Regions from separate parts of the Oryctolagus cuniculus genome. Here region 2 is linked to region 1. A link is a contact called in public Micro-C data. All regions are on one chromosome and are shown on one strand. Each heading gives the region's core, a stretch centred on a gene start, on an enhancer-like site or on the middle of the called end of the contact. The rest is flanking DNA. Distances are from core to core; before and after follow the strand shown.

Evidence for each region. A called contact is a pair of places that touch in the nucleus more often than the background predicts.
Region 2: a Micro-C map of ear pinna shows a contact between it and region 1, with 7 times the contacts expected there. The contact joins two enhancer-like sites. A contact is called at or near these places in 3 of 6 Hi-C or Micro-C datasets (ear pinna, embryonic fibroblasts and an unstated tissue).

Annotation. Positions count from the first base shown.
Region 1 is chr4:102,338,987-102,346,466 of mOryCun1.1, forward strand. No RefSeq gene overlaps it. Among named protein-coding and RNA genes, the nearest start is that of TBL1XR1, 380 kb to the right of the region's middle. Within about 2 kb of position 2,250, at least 3 of the 8 cell types and tissues checked have an H3K27ac peak or open chromatin away from gene starts, as enhancers often do. A contact at or near this core is called in ear pinna, where this site is marked.
Region 2 is chr4:102,564,523-102,571,847 of mOryCun1.1, forward strand. No RefSeq gene overlaps it. Among named protein-coding and RNA genes, the nearest start is that of TBL1XR1, 150 kb to the right of the region's middle. Within about 2 kb of position 2,804, at least 4 of the 8 cell types and tissues checked have an H3K27ac peak or open chromatin away from gene starts, as enhancers often do. A contact at or near this core is called in ear pinna, where this site is marked.

The sequences.
Region 1 (7,480 bases), core at 1,000-3,499:
GGGGTGTGGAGATCTTGAAGAGTGGTAGGTAGAGCAGACACAGGATGGGCCGGCAGGCAGGTGCAGAGAGTAAATACAGTAATGATTATTGCAAGCTTTACCCACATGTTGTGTGATGTTTGTTTTCAAAGTCTTCCTAATGTGCAGACTCTCAGGGCAAACACACAGAGCACACCCCTGCCCTTCACCTCGTACCCTGCCTCCCTCCGTCTCCCTTCTGAACCACCACCCCAGTATTTCTTCCCTTTGTTTCTATCATAACTTCACTCGTCAAGGAATCTAGGTAAGGATTCATTGTGTCATTTTAAAGACTTGTAAGAGCCTACAGTCTAAACCATAAAACGAACAAGAACAGACTTGTATGCATGAAATACATCTCTTCCCACAGACAAGGGAGTGGTTTGAAAAAACCTGAATCAGCAGAATAGTTTCCAGCCTCACTCTGTTCTGGGAGTCAGGATAGAAAAAAGTTGGAGGCTGACTTAAATGCCTTCTCCAACCATGGTTTCTAAAACCAAAGAGGCCCCAGTATTTTGTTTATAGCCTGTGTGTAATAACCACAGCAAGTGCGCAAGTGCTCTTTGCTTTTGCATTTAGTGCTTTCCTGTTCCCTTCCTTCTCCTCTGCTCCTGACAATCGGGGAAAAGCCTCTCACATGGGATTGGCAGCAAGTGTTCCTATAATCCACTTGCTCAATCCTGTTTCTGATACTCCCCATGATGTGAATTCTTTTACACATACACTTGTAGAACACATAGGCTTCAGTCTGTGTTGCAGTGCTCACGTTCTACAACTGCATTATTCTAGATGAACGGAATGCCATCTGCAGAGCTATGGGATGGTGTCTTTCTTCATCCAAGTCAAATTTCAAACCAGAAGAGGCTAGGCCATAAACTCCATGGAGGTAGAAACCATTTTTCCCCCACTGACCTGGTCCTGACACAAGGCTGGTGTGTGGAATGCATAAATGACATCTGCATTTAAAAGGTAGTTGAACTGAAACAGAAATTCAAGTATATCACCAACCTTATGAGGCTGTTGGGTTGTTAAAAACTGGGCCCCAAATTAGCAGGCAGCTTCAAAACCCACTGCGTGCTGGGTGCCTCACTGTAAACAGACTGCTGCAGGGACCGGAAAGCATTTGTGCAAAGCTCAAGGAGCCAGCCCTCTCCACAGTTGGGTGGGAAGCCTCCTGAGACTTGGCAGTCACCCCTACCCAGGGGGAAGGAAGTCACCCTATCTCTGGCGACAGGCGTTCTGGAGAGAGCTGCTCTCAAAAATCTCCAGTCTGTGACAGCGACCACAAATCTATCCTTTGCTAAAGCGACTGCAAAGTGAAACAAGGCATAAATGAAAGGAACCCCAACTCTGGTGTGCCAACATCGTCCCCGTGCAGGGTTAGAAGGGCCAGGTTTGCACCTCATGCCTAGAGAAGTCCAGAAGGCATCTCAGTTCCCCAAAACCTGTTTCAGGACAGAGGGAGGCTGTGAACCTGGGCTGACTGGTAAGGTAGGAGACTAAGAACCTATTGAAAAAAATGTGTGTGAAGTTGGGGTAACTCCATTAGCTCAATTTCCTGCTGGGAGCATTTGAAATGCCCCCTGCCTCCTAGGATGGAGGCTAAGAGTTTGCGCCACAAGGGCCCAGGGTCAAGAGAGGTCCTGGGAGAAGATTAAGGCCTCTTAAAGCCAGGAAAGGGGGTGGCCAGAAAAGAGGCTTCTCAGGGGCTCACTTTGCCAAGAGCAGGGCCCCACCCTGCTGGGTTCTAACAGCTTTTACATATTCAAGAGTCTTTTTAAGACATAGCTCCAGAAAGACCTTTTTGTCTTTTTTTTTTTTTTCACCTCTTTTTCTTCCCCATGTTTAAAGATCTTTTGCCTACTCTGGCAAATAAAGTCATCCTTCATCGTTTTAATGTGTAAAACATTTCCAGCCGAAATGCAATTGAAGTGTGCCAGAACAAAGATTCCAACATAATTTTTCCAAATCAGTAGGAAAGCAGAGTATTAAGTATGAGGACCATTCCCTGAGAGAGAGCAGAGGCAGAATGCAGCTCCCTCTCCATTGTGTACAGGGTAAGGATGAGAACCTAGGGAAAACAATGCAGGAAAAAAACAAGAACATTCCACAGCCTAGCAAAGAATCGGGCAGTGCTGGGGGAGCCCTGGAGAGCATCACGCTAACAATGAATGGCAAGGGAAGAAAAGAACACTTTTAAGGAAGCAGAGGACACTCAGGTCAACAGGAAATGGACTGTGGGTTATTGAAGGTCATCTTGAGAGTTAAAGGTGCCCTAAATGTGACCCCAGGAAAGGCGGAACGTTCTCTGTAGAGGAAGTGCTAAGAGCCTAGACGAGGTCCCAGAGCCTCTTGTCAACACTGGGTCACAAAATCGGAGCAAAGATGGTGCCTCCTTCAACCCCATAAAGCAAAGACGCACACTGGGCCGCCTGTGTTTAAAAGACCTGTAGATACACATGTCCCAGCCCAAGTCTGCCTGCCGCTGTGTGTTTTTAATGGACTCCTCACAAGCCTAACGTGGCAAGGTTCCAGTCATGAGGCAGGAGTTGAAGAACAGCTTTTTTGTCTTCAGCAACCAAACATCCATTTCCTGTGAAGCCAGATAGATAATTAAGGGGAAAACGAAACCGCATTTCGGGGTCATCAGTCCAGCCTTGCAGCTTCTAAACAGAAATCAACGCGGTGAGTCAGGGCAGGCCTGTCTGGATGTGCCCGGGTCTGAGCGGTGAGATTCTAGCAGGAGCGTTAAGCAACGTCTCGGGCATTGCTGGACGCCAGCTGCAGGAAAGGCGGAGGAAGCCACTGCATCGCTTTTCACAGGGGTCATTTTCCCCCAGGCTGCTGGAATTTTAAAGACCTGGGTGAGCCAGAGTAGAAATTCGAATTTGCTTAGGCAGTGAGGAATCCTGCTAGATGGTAACCCTCTACTCCAAATGCTGGAAAACTGCTTAGCGATGGTCCTGACGTTTCCTGTCGGAACACTCTGGATAGTCCTCTCCCACTTCCCGGGAAGAAGCCCTTAAACGGGGATAGCTTGGAGCACTCTGGAACATTGCAAACCTTCAATGGTCTGAATTACCCAGCCAGGTGAGTCCATCCAGTTCCAGTCCGCGATGTGCCCTGAAGTGACACCAACACACAGAACAGCCGTGCTCTGGAATAGCTCCCAGTATGGGGTGTCTATGTGATTAAAGCTAATGATGTGCGGAGGCGGGGGTGGGGGGGGGGTGGGGGGGTGGCTTTTGATACAATCTTGCTCTTCTGCTATGCAACATTTACACCTCTGGTTCTCATTTGCAAAAAGAAAAAAAAAAACATCAAAAGAAGAAACAACAGAAAACACACCTTGGACACTTCTGCCAACATCTGAACAAGCCTTAAGAGAAATTCTAGGTAACAGAACTTGGCACTGTGCTTCACAGGTTGGTACAAAATTCTGGGTGCCAAATGTTAGGGGGGATTTCCCTATGACTCTGCAGGAAAGCTCCAGCAGAGGGTGTTCCATGATGTCTTTGCCATGGAAATCCAATGCAATTCCAGGGCTCTGGGGTCTGGCAGCTCTTCATGGCTTGGCACCTTTCTCTGTGGACATATGTATACCAAGCACCAATGCTTAATGAATGTGTATTCAAATTCAGACTCTCCTCTTTAACAAGGTTGGGGCAGTCAGGAATGTGTTGGAGCAATCATGAGTTCAAGACAAAAGGAGAATGTTCTTCCCCTGGAAAGCCTCCAGCAGTTCACACACTAGACAAAGTCTCCATGATGGGGCCAAGGTCTTAGAGCTGGTGGCCTGTGTAGGTGACCAGGTCCCCAGAGGTCCTGGAGGACTTTGCTGTGGTCTCCTTCAACAAATGAATTTCTCCCACCCCTTCCTCAATCTTGTTATTGACCTTGGATAGCAAGTCTTTCCTATATCTAGCTGAAAATTCATGTTGACTTATCAGCCAAGAGGAGGGCCAGTAGAGGAGGAAACCCTGGGATGGATCCTATATCTGAGTACTAGTTCAAGTCCCACCTGTTCGACTTCTGATCCAGCTCTCTACTAATGCTCCTGGGGAAGCAGCAGAAGATGGCCCAAGTACCTGAGCCCCTGCCATCCATGTGGGAGACTCAGATGGAGTTCCTGCTTCCTGGCTTCAGCTTGGCCCAACCCTGACCTGATGGCCCTGGCCATTTGGGAAGTGAATCAGCAGATGGAAGATATTTCCCTCTCCTCCTCTCAGTCTCTCTCTGTTGTTCTGCCTTTTGAATAAATAAAAAAATAAGTAAAAACATATACAAATAAATCTTTAAGAAATGAATTTCACATTGGGGCTGGAGTCATGATTGGTCTTTGTCTTTTCATCTTTCCAGATGTAGACATTTCTCATCCAATTATTCATTGCATACAATTCAGGGTCAATAACAAAGGTTGGGTGGGAGAAGCTGTACTCTAATGCCCTTGAGGAGCTTTCAACAATCATCATCATAAGCAAAGCTTGCCGAGGACTTTTCAGTGAGGCAAAGCACAGCTATACGTACCCATGAAGAGATAAGAGGAGCACAGCCTAAGTGAGAAGACAAGTCGGTGTGTAATCACACGTCAAAGGAATGGAACTCACAGTCATCACTGGCATATCAGAGGAGGAGAGGTTTGCTGAAGACTAGAATGGCTGGGAATGGAATGTGTACTTGGACAAAGGAGCTTTGAAAGAGGGAGAACACTCTCACCAGAGAAGAGAAGCATCTTTTTTTTTCTGTCAAGCATCATGCTGTATGCTGAGCCTTTTTGCATTTCAGGCACAGTGCCAGGTGCTAGATTTATAGCAGTAAAAAAGAGAGGCAAAGTCTCTGCATTTCTAGTGGGCAAGATGGGCAATGTGTGAGTAAACAAGTAAATAAGCAAGATAATTAGATAATGTGATAAGTGCCATGAAGGAAATAAATGATGTGACAGGCCTTTTTTTGTCTTTTTTCATTCTCTGCAACTCTCTGTGCATAGCAAGTGCTCAGTTCAAAGGAATTACACATGTGACAACACAAATGTGCCTAATACTTCAAAATAAAAAACACAATGTCAGGGTCACCAACTCTTCTGCAGTTGGGAATGCACCAAGTGTGAACTCACTTTGGCCTGCTGGTTATCCTCAAAATGACAATTGTATGTCTCTCTCACTCTGGGTTCTGAGCCAAACACACAATCAAATTAGAACAAAATAATGAGGGTGGAAGAGTCGAATGATGTATAAAAAATGAACAAAACATTGTTATATTATTGTTAAGAAACAAAATTAGGATTTATATGGAAAATTCCTAAGACACTCTCGAGTCATGACTTTGAAAACGCAGAAAATGATGTTGGAAAAAACCAAAAGATTATTTTCCTGAGGTCAGGATGCAATGTCCTTCAAAAATAAAAACAGTCCAAATAAAATAGTAGTCATTCATCTGAAGACATACTGCCAAGGAAACCATGTGTGTGTTCCCTTGTCACTAATTGGTTGGTTAAGACAATTCTGTGTACAGCCACCATGTAGGTACACTGTACCACATTTAGTCACACAATTGACCCCTAGGAAAGAAGCAGGGATTCGTCAATAAGAGCAAGATGTGTTAACAGGGCTAACAGCATGTAAAACACTAATGTGCTTTCTCCCTAGGCTGAGGCTGCCTTCCCTGGCATCAGAAGGGTGACAGTTACAGTGGGAAAGCAGGGAGAAACAACCAAATAACATTCAAATTCCAATATTCAAAATAGGACTTTTCAGCAAAGCAATAGGCCTGAAAACAAGCTATGTCAAGATACAGAGCCTATTCTATAATTTTTTAGAATATCAAAAAGCAAGCCTCAAGAGGTCAGATCTAAATGCCTTCTAGCAGCAGTGGGAACGTCCAGCCCCAGGCCATGGGCAGCATAAAGCCCACGAAATCATTGAGTCTGGTGCTGCCAAGGTAATCACGGGTGGGACTATAAATTCACTAAGTCTATAGGAGGTTAATTTTTTTTTAACTTTTATTTAATGAATATAAATTTCCAAAGTACAACTTATGGATTACAATGGCGTCCCCCCCATACCGTCCCTCCCACCCACAACCCTCCCCTTTCCCACTCCCTCTCCCCTTCCATTCACATCAAGATTCATTTTCGATTCTCTTAATATACAGAAGATCAGCTTAGTATACATTAAGTAAGGATTTCAACAGTTTGCTCCCACACAGAAACATAAAGTGAAAAATAATAGATGATTTTTTTAAATGATGATGAAATCAGATCAGACCTATTGTCATGTTTAATCCCAGTGAGAGTCAAGTTGGGAGTTGATAATTTCTTTTTTTTTTTTTTTTTTTTTTTTACAGAGGATCAGTTTAGTATACATTAAGTAAAGATTTCAACAATTTGCACCCCCATAGAAACACAAAGTGAAATATATTGTTTGAGTACTCGTTATAGCATTAAATCTCATTGCACAGCACATTAAGGATAGAGATCCTACATGAGGAGTAAGTGCACAGTGACTCCTGTTGTTGACTTTACCAATTGACGCTCCTGTCTATGGCATCAGTAATCTCCCTATGCTCCAGTCATGAGTTTCCAAGGCTATGGAAGCCCCTTGAGTTCTCCGACTCTTATCTTGTTTGGACAAGGTCATAGTCAAAGTGGAGGTTCTCTCCTCCCTTCAGAGAAAGGTATCTCCTTCTTTGAAGACCTGTTCTCTCCACTGGGATCTCATTCACAGAGATCTTTTGCCAGAGTGTCTTGGCTTTCCATGCCTGAAATACTCTTATGGGCTTTTCAGCCAGATCCGAATGCCTTTAGGGCTGATTCTGAGGCCAGAGTGCTATTTAGGACATCTGCCATTCTATGAGTCTGCTGAGTATCTCACTTCCCATGTTGGATCACTCTCCCCTTTATTTATTCCATCGGTTAGTGAGGTTAATTTTTAAGTTGATAATTTTGTATGGTCCGCGAATTATGTTATAAATATCCAAATGGCCCGTGGCAGAAAAATGGTTCCCCATCCCTGTTATAAACTATAGTTCTTTGACCTATGGGTAAGTAGACCCTGAGCTTATTGTGGCATAAAGGAAGAGAGAACCTGAAAACCTTTCCAAGTGTCCTGCAAGATCTAAGAAGTCTCCCCTCTCCCTTGCTGGTTAAAGGGAAGCCACACAGTAGGCAACTGCAAGCCCTAAGGCCGTGGTGTCCAGTAGAAGCTTCTGCAATGATTTGACAAAGCTCTCAAGTCTTCTTGCAGGCCCATCTGTGTATTTTCTTGAAAAATCCAGTTCTAGAAACAACTCTAAGTCAGTTTAGCAAGAAACCTCCAACCTGGATATCTGATCCCCTCCAGGTCTGAGCAGCTCCCCACCCCCCAGGTGATGTCAGACCACCCTGGCCTGTCTTCTGCAAGAATCCTTTCAGGTAGGTTTAGCCAGAATCCCTCCTTCTTGCCCCCGAGGGTTCTTAGTCACATTC
Region 2 (7,325 bases), core at 1,554-4,053, 230 kb after region 1:
AATAACATTTAGAAACCTCAGTAACCATTTGACAGAATGATTTTCTGAATCTAATTTTCTGAATCTAATAATAAAAAAATTGGCTTGTGTTTTGTATATTTTTTATTTAATTTTTTTTTAAAGAAAAGAAATCAGCATGCAAGCAATTGGAAATCTTGCCCAGAGATAATTCAAAAAAGCAATGCCGTGGCCTTCATCAAGCCAAAGGATCCATGTGCAGACACTGCCTGTCCCACAGCAGGGTCAGGGCTTTGTAGCTGAATGTCTTCACAGGGACCCCCCCGCAAAGGGGTAACCCTGGGTGAATGAAAATGCGCCCGGTATAACCAGCTGACAAACACGTGACAGTAAAGGCCCTGGGGGTCCCCTCCTTTCCCGCAGAGGATTGTGGGAAATGCCAGTGTCACTCTAACAGGACTCCTTCTACGCCCACCAGGTCCGGGTGCCTCCTCCTCCCCCGACCAGGCCAGGAGGACTGACACTGGAGAGGCACAGGGCATGCTCTGGCACTGATGCTTGTCCAACACGCTGCGCTCCTTTGGAGATCCTCAACATGGTTCCTTTCCACAAATTCTCTTCTCTTCCTTCTCATTTCAGGGCTCTCTGCTAGGCCAAAGCGCCAACTTCCTAATCCCAGGGGTTCTGCCCAAGCCAACCCTCTGGCCTTTGTCCTCCCCTGCCTTGGCAGAAACCCCAGGGCGGCGAGCGCGTTGCCAAGTTTCAAAGCTCAGCACCCTGAACTCGGCAGCTGGTACCCTCGCTTAGCAAGGACCCCTGGATCGGGCAGTTGTGTCTGGCAGGACTTGGGCAAGGGCCAGAGGGTCGGTTGGGTTAGGAAACAGAAGTGCTTAGAGATTTAAGAGACTCTTCCTGCGGAGAACCAAAGAGGCAGACTGGTCTCTAATGAGCTCAGAAAACCCCCAAGCGAGAGAGGCGTCCCCTGGCGCAGGTCCTGGGCACCGCCCCTCCTCCCCACTTCGGTCTCCACAGGCGGAACAGGAACAGGAACACGCATGCACCGAATGGCCTGGAAGGCCTGCTTGGCTGCTCGGGCTCCCCAGCTGCCTCGCCTCGGAAAGGGGAAACGGGGAAGGGACAGGCCTGGGGAAGTGATTTTTAGAAGTGCAAGCCTGGTGGGAGAGTTTTCCTTCGGACCATCTGGAAGGAAGCAGTCATAACCGACTACAAATTCTCCTGAACCGATCAAGTGCACATAGGGAAATTGTTACATTGTTGAGACCCGAGTCTGCTTCGCTTCCGGCGGGAGGGGGGGTGTTTCTATCACTGCCTATGGCGCTGGGCCTGAGGTTCCCAGGGTAGGATGGGGCCAGGCAAGAACAGCTCTGCCCTTGTACTTCTCTGGGCAGCCAGCTCAGGGCTGGCTGCCATTTTTTGCCACTTAAGATACTAAGAAAATCTCAAATGAGGTCAGTCAGCCCTGTGTGTGTGTGTGTGTGTGTGTGTGTGTGTGTGTGTGTGTGTGAAGAAAGAAATCGCCTGTTTGGCCAAATAGAGAAGGTACAGCGTTGTCTAAGTTTTACGGCTGTTTTTTTAAACTCAGGTGTGTGTATGAACAGAACAGTAATCGATAGTTAAGTCATTATATAAGCTGTTTCAAGTACCACAGCCAAGAGGAGGGGGGGATCATCTAAAATACATGAAATTATCTTTAAAAACTCGTTCTAGGAAAAGGAAATGCCAGAGTAGCAACATAAAGGAGTCTTAATTAACAACAAATTAATCTACTTCCCTCCCCCCCCCCAAAAAAAAACTGAGCCACTCTGCACAAGGGAGCCGTTGGGGGAGCAGCCTGCACCGTGGATCTGGGATGTGTTTCCTATGGATGTGTGTTTGCCCAGCATGCGGCTTAAAGAAAAACACAGCCACCAAACCACCCAGCTCAGCCCTGGAGGGAGGAAGAGACCAGGAAGACCTAATCAGCCGTGATGGCGATTACATAAGAGACTCGCACAGGCAAACCCCGAGAGGCTCAGAAGAATCAGCTTTGGGCTCCTGGGCCTAGAAGATGCCTTTCTTTTTTTCCTATGCAAAGATCACTGAAAATGCTTCTGGATGTCTCTGGTAGAAACACAGGTCACTTAAGGATGATTTATAAGTGTGCCCCCAAGCCACAGTGAAGGCTGTATCGATATCTAAAGTGCATCTGCATCCAGCGCAGCAGAAGCTGAGGATCTGCTCCTAATTGGTGCCCAGAAGACGCTCCCCGCCGAGCACCGAGCCTTGCTCCGAGCAGCCGCCCCGCCCGAGGCCTCCAGGCTCCCAGTTCAGGGCCCTTTCTTGGGCAGCCAGAGTGCTCCTCTCTTAGAGAATGCCAGGTACTCTGGAAAGTAGCCGTGTAATAATACACAAACCCCTGATGATGTCAGCGTGTTATTGACTTTCCAAGTCTGAATGACTGAGCAGAGGAGCGGGGGTGGGGCGCGATCCATCCGGCAGCGCGGGGACCGGCCAAGCGAAAATGGGCTCGCGGGCGCGGCGGGGGAGGGGCGCCTTGCAGCCGCTCGGCGCTGGGGCTCTGCCGCCGCCGCGTCGGGGTCGCAGCCGCTGGGGCTTGGGGGGTGGCGGGGTGGGGGGTTCGGGCTCCCGCTCCTCCGACGCTTACGTTTGGTCAAAAACTCTTCAGGCAGAAATAACTGATGCCGCCCCCTCCACCCCCCGCCCTCCGGAAGCTTTTACCACGTGGCAGAGCAGGGCTACAAAGCCGGGAGCGGAGGCACGGGGTGGGGGGAGGGGAGGCCGCCTGCGCCCATCCCCCACCCGCGTGCCCAGCCTCCCCCGTGGGTGCGGGGTCCCGGGGCGCTCTCCGTGGCGGACTTCCTTCTCCAGGTGACCGCTTGGATTTTGCGCCTCAGCGGCGGTGGCATTTTATGGGCCACGATCTGCTTGGTTTATGGAGCCGGCAGTGCAGGTGCAGAGTTATAGGCTCCCGTTCTCACCCTGCAAATGGACCACAGAGCCATCTGTCATCTTCAAGGCTAGGTGTGAACCGGGCCGGGTTGTCCTTAAATGGGATTGCAGTTAAAGGCCGGGATCTGGAGGGACGCTCTCCCAACCAGGGCGTGGCCTTGCCTGCGGTGCCGGGGCCTTGCATTCAGGCCCCGAGCACCCCTCCCCCCACCCCGCGCCCTGCTCGGCGTGGGCTCCTCAGGCCGCATCCCTGCACGCCTCGGGCCCGGGTGGGACCCCGGCCCAACCCGCGGTGTCGGGCTGCCCCTCCCCCAGGGCCGGCCTTCTCCTCCCCGCTGAGCTGGGTGGGTGCGCGCCCTGGGTGGTGCCAGCAGCCCAGAGACTTGGAAGCGCCTGGAAGCAGAATCCTGCTCTGTGGGCTTCTTAGCTGCCTAAGTGTGGGCCGGGTGCTCAACGTCTCTGAGGCCCGCATCTGTGAAATGGGGGCAGCAGCCAGGCCCCTCAGTGACCGTCGTGAGGATTCAGTGAAATCCAGATTTCGCAAGGGACTGGCTTGCCCAGAGTCCAGTCCTGGGCGGCCGGTGAGGCCAGAGCCCCTGCGGTGGTTTCTGAAAACGCACCGGCAGCCCGGCGTCCTCAGCCCTTCCCCCTCCACTCCTGGCTTAGTGGCGCCCCACACCCGCAGTTACAGCAGGAGCCGCTTTGTCGGCGCCGAGAGAGAGTGGGCAGGGAGCCTCCGACCTAAGCTGTACCAGTCGCTGCCCTTCCCCAACCTTGTGGCAGGCAGGGAGTCCGCGAGCAAAGACCTGACACAACACAGGTTTTCTTGGGGGGGATTTTGAAACTGGAAGTGAAAAAACACAGTTTCTGCCCAGGGCTAAAACTGCAAGTTGGTGTATTTAGGAACCTTGTGTATGAGCTGTTTCCCAGCGTGTGTGAAGGCAGGGCTGGGGGCAGGGACAGAGCCCAGTGGGGGCTGATGGAATTGGCGGTTGGTGCATGCTGCCTGCCACGGATGACTTGTGACCACCTACACATTCTCCCTACTGCTTAACCTGATTGGTGTTTTGTTACTTGCAACCCCCAAGCAGTCCAAAATGGCTTTTGTTAGTCTTAACTTGCACAGAATCTTAGTGCAAAACTCACTCCCCACCCCCCACAGTAAACCCCACCCCCACCCCCAGGCAAAGCTGTGTCTTTTGTCCTGCACAGGCTATATAGTTGTCAGTGCCCCATCACCAGGTGCTTAATAAATGCTCTTTAAAATGCATGGAGCCAAGTCTGTGTGGACAGGAAGTGCACCGCTGGCTTTTTGAACAAGAGACTGGCGGGTTAATTTAAAGGGGAAGCAATACTCATCGCGGCGGACTTCAAGAAGCCCATCTTATTCCACCCTAGTGGTAATTAGGGTTCATTCGAGTGAAGAGAAAGAAGGAAACTTTATCCCCTCTAAATTGCATTTAATAAAAATCTTGGAGAAAATGAGTGAATTGTCGCGCTTAATAAGTCCCCCTGGGTTTTGTTGGAAGGAGGCTGAGGTAGTGTACAGTAGTCAACGTTTATGGGACAGCAGATCTGCATTTTATCTGAGCATGAAATGCAGCACTGGCTTAACCTCCTTTTTTTTCCCCCTCATTTGTTTCCAACAGGTTTTTTTCCAGCCCATGAGTCACTTCCAGTCAGATTCAAAGACAAAAGCCTGCTAATTGTGAGTCTGTGAGTCAAGGGTCCCACCCTGCCTTATCGTGCACACCCTCTCTTGCTTTAATAAGACAGACAGGACAGGGCGCAGCGTGTGAGGCCCTTGGTGCTTCTGGGAGGGGCCCTGCCATCCAGCAGCTGACCCCTCAACCGGTAGCACCTGGGAGGTGCAGCCAGGAACTGTTGGTGCAACCCATGTGTTCCGAAAGCACTCTGCTGGGCTCAGAGCTACAGAGGGGAGTATAAAAGGACGGGACTGGGAATGGGAGAGGGAGGAGGAGGTGGGGTGGGAGGGTGGTTATGGTGGGAAGAACCTCTATATTCCTAAAGTTGTACTTAGAAAGTTGTACTTAGAGCCGGCGCCGTGGCTCAATAGGCTAATCCTCCACCTTGCGGCGCCGGCACACCGGGTTCTAGTCCCGGTTGGGGCGCCGGATTCTGTCCCGGTTGCCCCTCTTCCAGGCCAGCTCTCTGCTATGGCCAGGGAGTGCAGTGGAGGATGGCCCAGGTGCTTGGGCCCTGCACCCCATGGGAGACCAGGAAAAGCACCTGGCTCCTGGCTCCTGCCAGGATCAGCGCGGTGCGCCGGCTGCAGCGGCGGCCATTGGAGGGTGAACCAACGGCAAAGGAAGACCTTTCTCTCTGTCTCTCTCTCTCACTGTCCTCTCTGCCTGTCAAAAAAAAAAAAAAAAAAAAAAAAAAAAAAAAAAAAAAAAGAAAGTTGTACTTAACAAACAAATGGTTTCTAAAAAAAAAAAAAAAAAAAAAAGAGGCCAGACTCTCTAACAACTTATCAAATAATGAAGAACAAAGCCGGAAAGAAAGAAGCCAACGTTAGACACGTTTGCAGGGCTGAAGAGGAGTAAGTCCTAAAACCTACCGGTAGCCCCCTAGCCTGTCATGAACACTTTCCTAGATAATGGTTCCACGTCCACCTGGCTGCTCATACCAAGAACACAAGTTTTAGTTTTTTGTTTTGTTTTTTGTTTTGTTTTTTTTTGACAGAGTGGACAGTGAAAGAGAGAGAGAGAGAGACAGGTCTTCCTTTTGCCGTTGGTTCACCCTCCAATGGCCGCCACGGCCGGTGCGCTGCAGCCAGCACACCACGCTGATCCAAAGGCAGGAGCCAGGTCCTTCTCCTGGTCTCCCATGGGGTGCAGGGCCCAAGCACTTGGGCCATCCTCCACTGCACTCCCTGGCCACAGCAGAGAGCTGGCCTGGAAAAGGGGCAACCGGGACAGAATCTGGCGCCCTAACTGGGACTAGAACCCGGTGTGCCAGCGCCGTAAGGCGGAGGATTAGCCTATTGAGCCACGGTGCCGGCTAGTTTGTTCTTTTCTTTGATTCACTACATTCCTATCTGCTGACTGGTTTACCTCCAAAACATACCTGTGTCCTGCCATGCACCTGTCACCATGTACACAGCCAGTGTTTGACAAAGCCAGCCTCATCTTCCCACGCTCCAAGCACCCCTGCTAAAATTCTATTTCACTGAGCGTAAAGTCAGGCGTCGGGTCACCTGCTCCATTTAAGCATTCACTGGCCCCAGCTCAGGCCACAGCTACCCTGTGAGACGCCTATTTGTTACCCACCACCAGAGTACGTTCCCTCTGCCTGGAGGATTTTCCTGGGCCTTCCTGAGACTTGCTCTTTCATATGTGTCTAAGTCAGCTCAAGCTGCTGTAACAAAGATCCAGGCACCAGCTGACCTGGGTCTTGATGAGGGCCCTTTTTATGGATTGCAAGTGGATATACTTCAGCTGTGTCCTCACAGGGAGAGAATCCCATTACTGAAGGCTCCACCCTCATGACCTGATCACTTCTCAAAGGCCCCACCCCCAAATACCATCACATTGAGGATTAAGGCTTCAACATAGGAATCTGAGGATACTCAAACATCCAAGTCATAGCAGTGTCCATCTGGTTTCATTTCAGTGATCACCTTCCCAGAGAGGCCTCCCAGGGCTACCACAGCTCACATTCTATCCACCACGCAGTCTGTGGCCTGCACAACTCTCCTCATGATCTGTAGCGATCAGTTACTTTTTTTCTTTGTTTACTTCTGTAGTCTTGGTCTCCCCCATTGGATGGTGACCTCCAAGAAGACAGAGATCTTGTCAGGCTTCCTCACTGTTCATTGATGAGTGTCTTATTTCATAACAGGCACACACTAAGTCCTTTAAAAATATTTGTTTATTTACTTGAAATGTGGGGAGGGAGACAGAGAGAGAGAGAGAGATTCCATCTGATGATTCATTACCCAAATGGCCACAATGGGCAGGACTGGACCAGACTGAAGCAAGGGGCCAGGAGCCTCATCCGGGTCTCCCATGTGGATGCAGGGGCCCAAGCACTTGGGTCATCTTCCGCTGTTTTCCCAGACACATTAGTAGGGAGCGAGATCGGAAGTGGAACATCTGGGACTCAAATGGGTGCCCATATGGGATGCCAGCACTGTGTACTGCAGCTTATCCCACACCACCACAGCACTGGCTACAGTAAGTCCTATTTTGAAGAATCAATGCAGACAGTAATAAAGTTCAGTATAGATATGCTCACATTAGCTTCTCAAGAAGTGAAAGTTCACCAGATAGACTGGAGGAGAAGGGCTTTTTACAAAGGCAGGACGGTATCAGACCACCTGGTATATTGGGAGAAACCTCTGCTGAGTCCAGTTGCTGGTGAAGCTGCTGCCT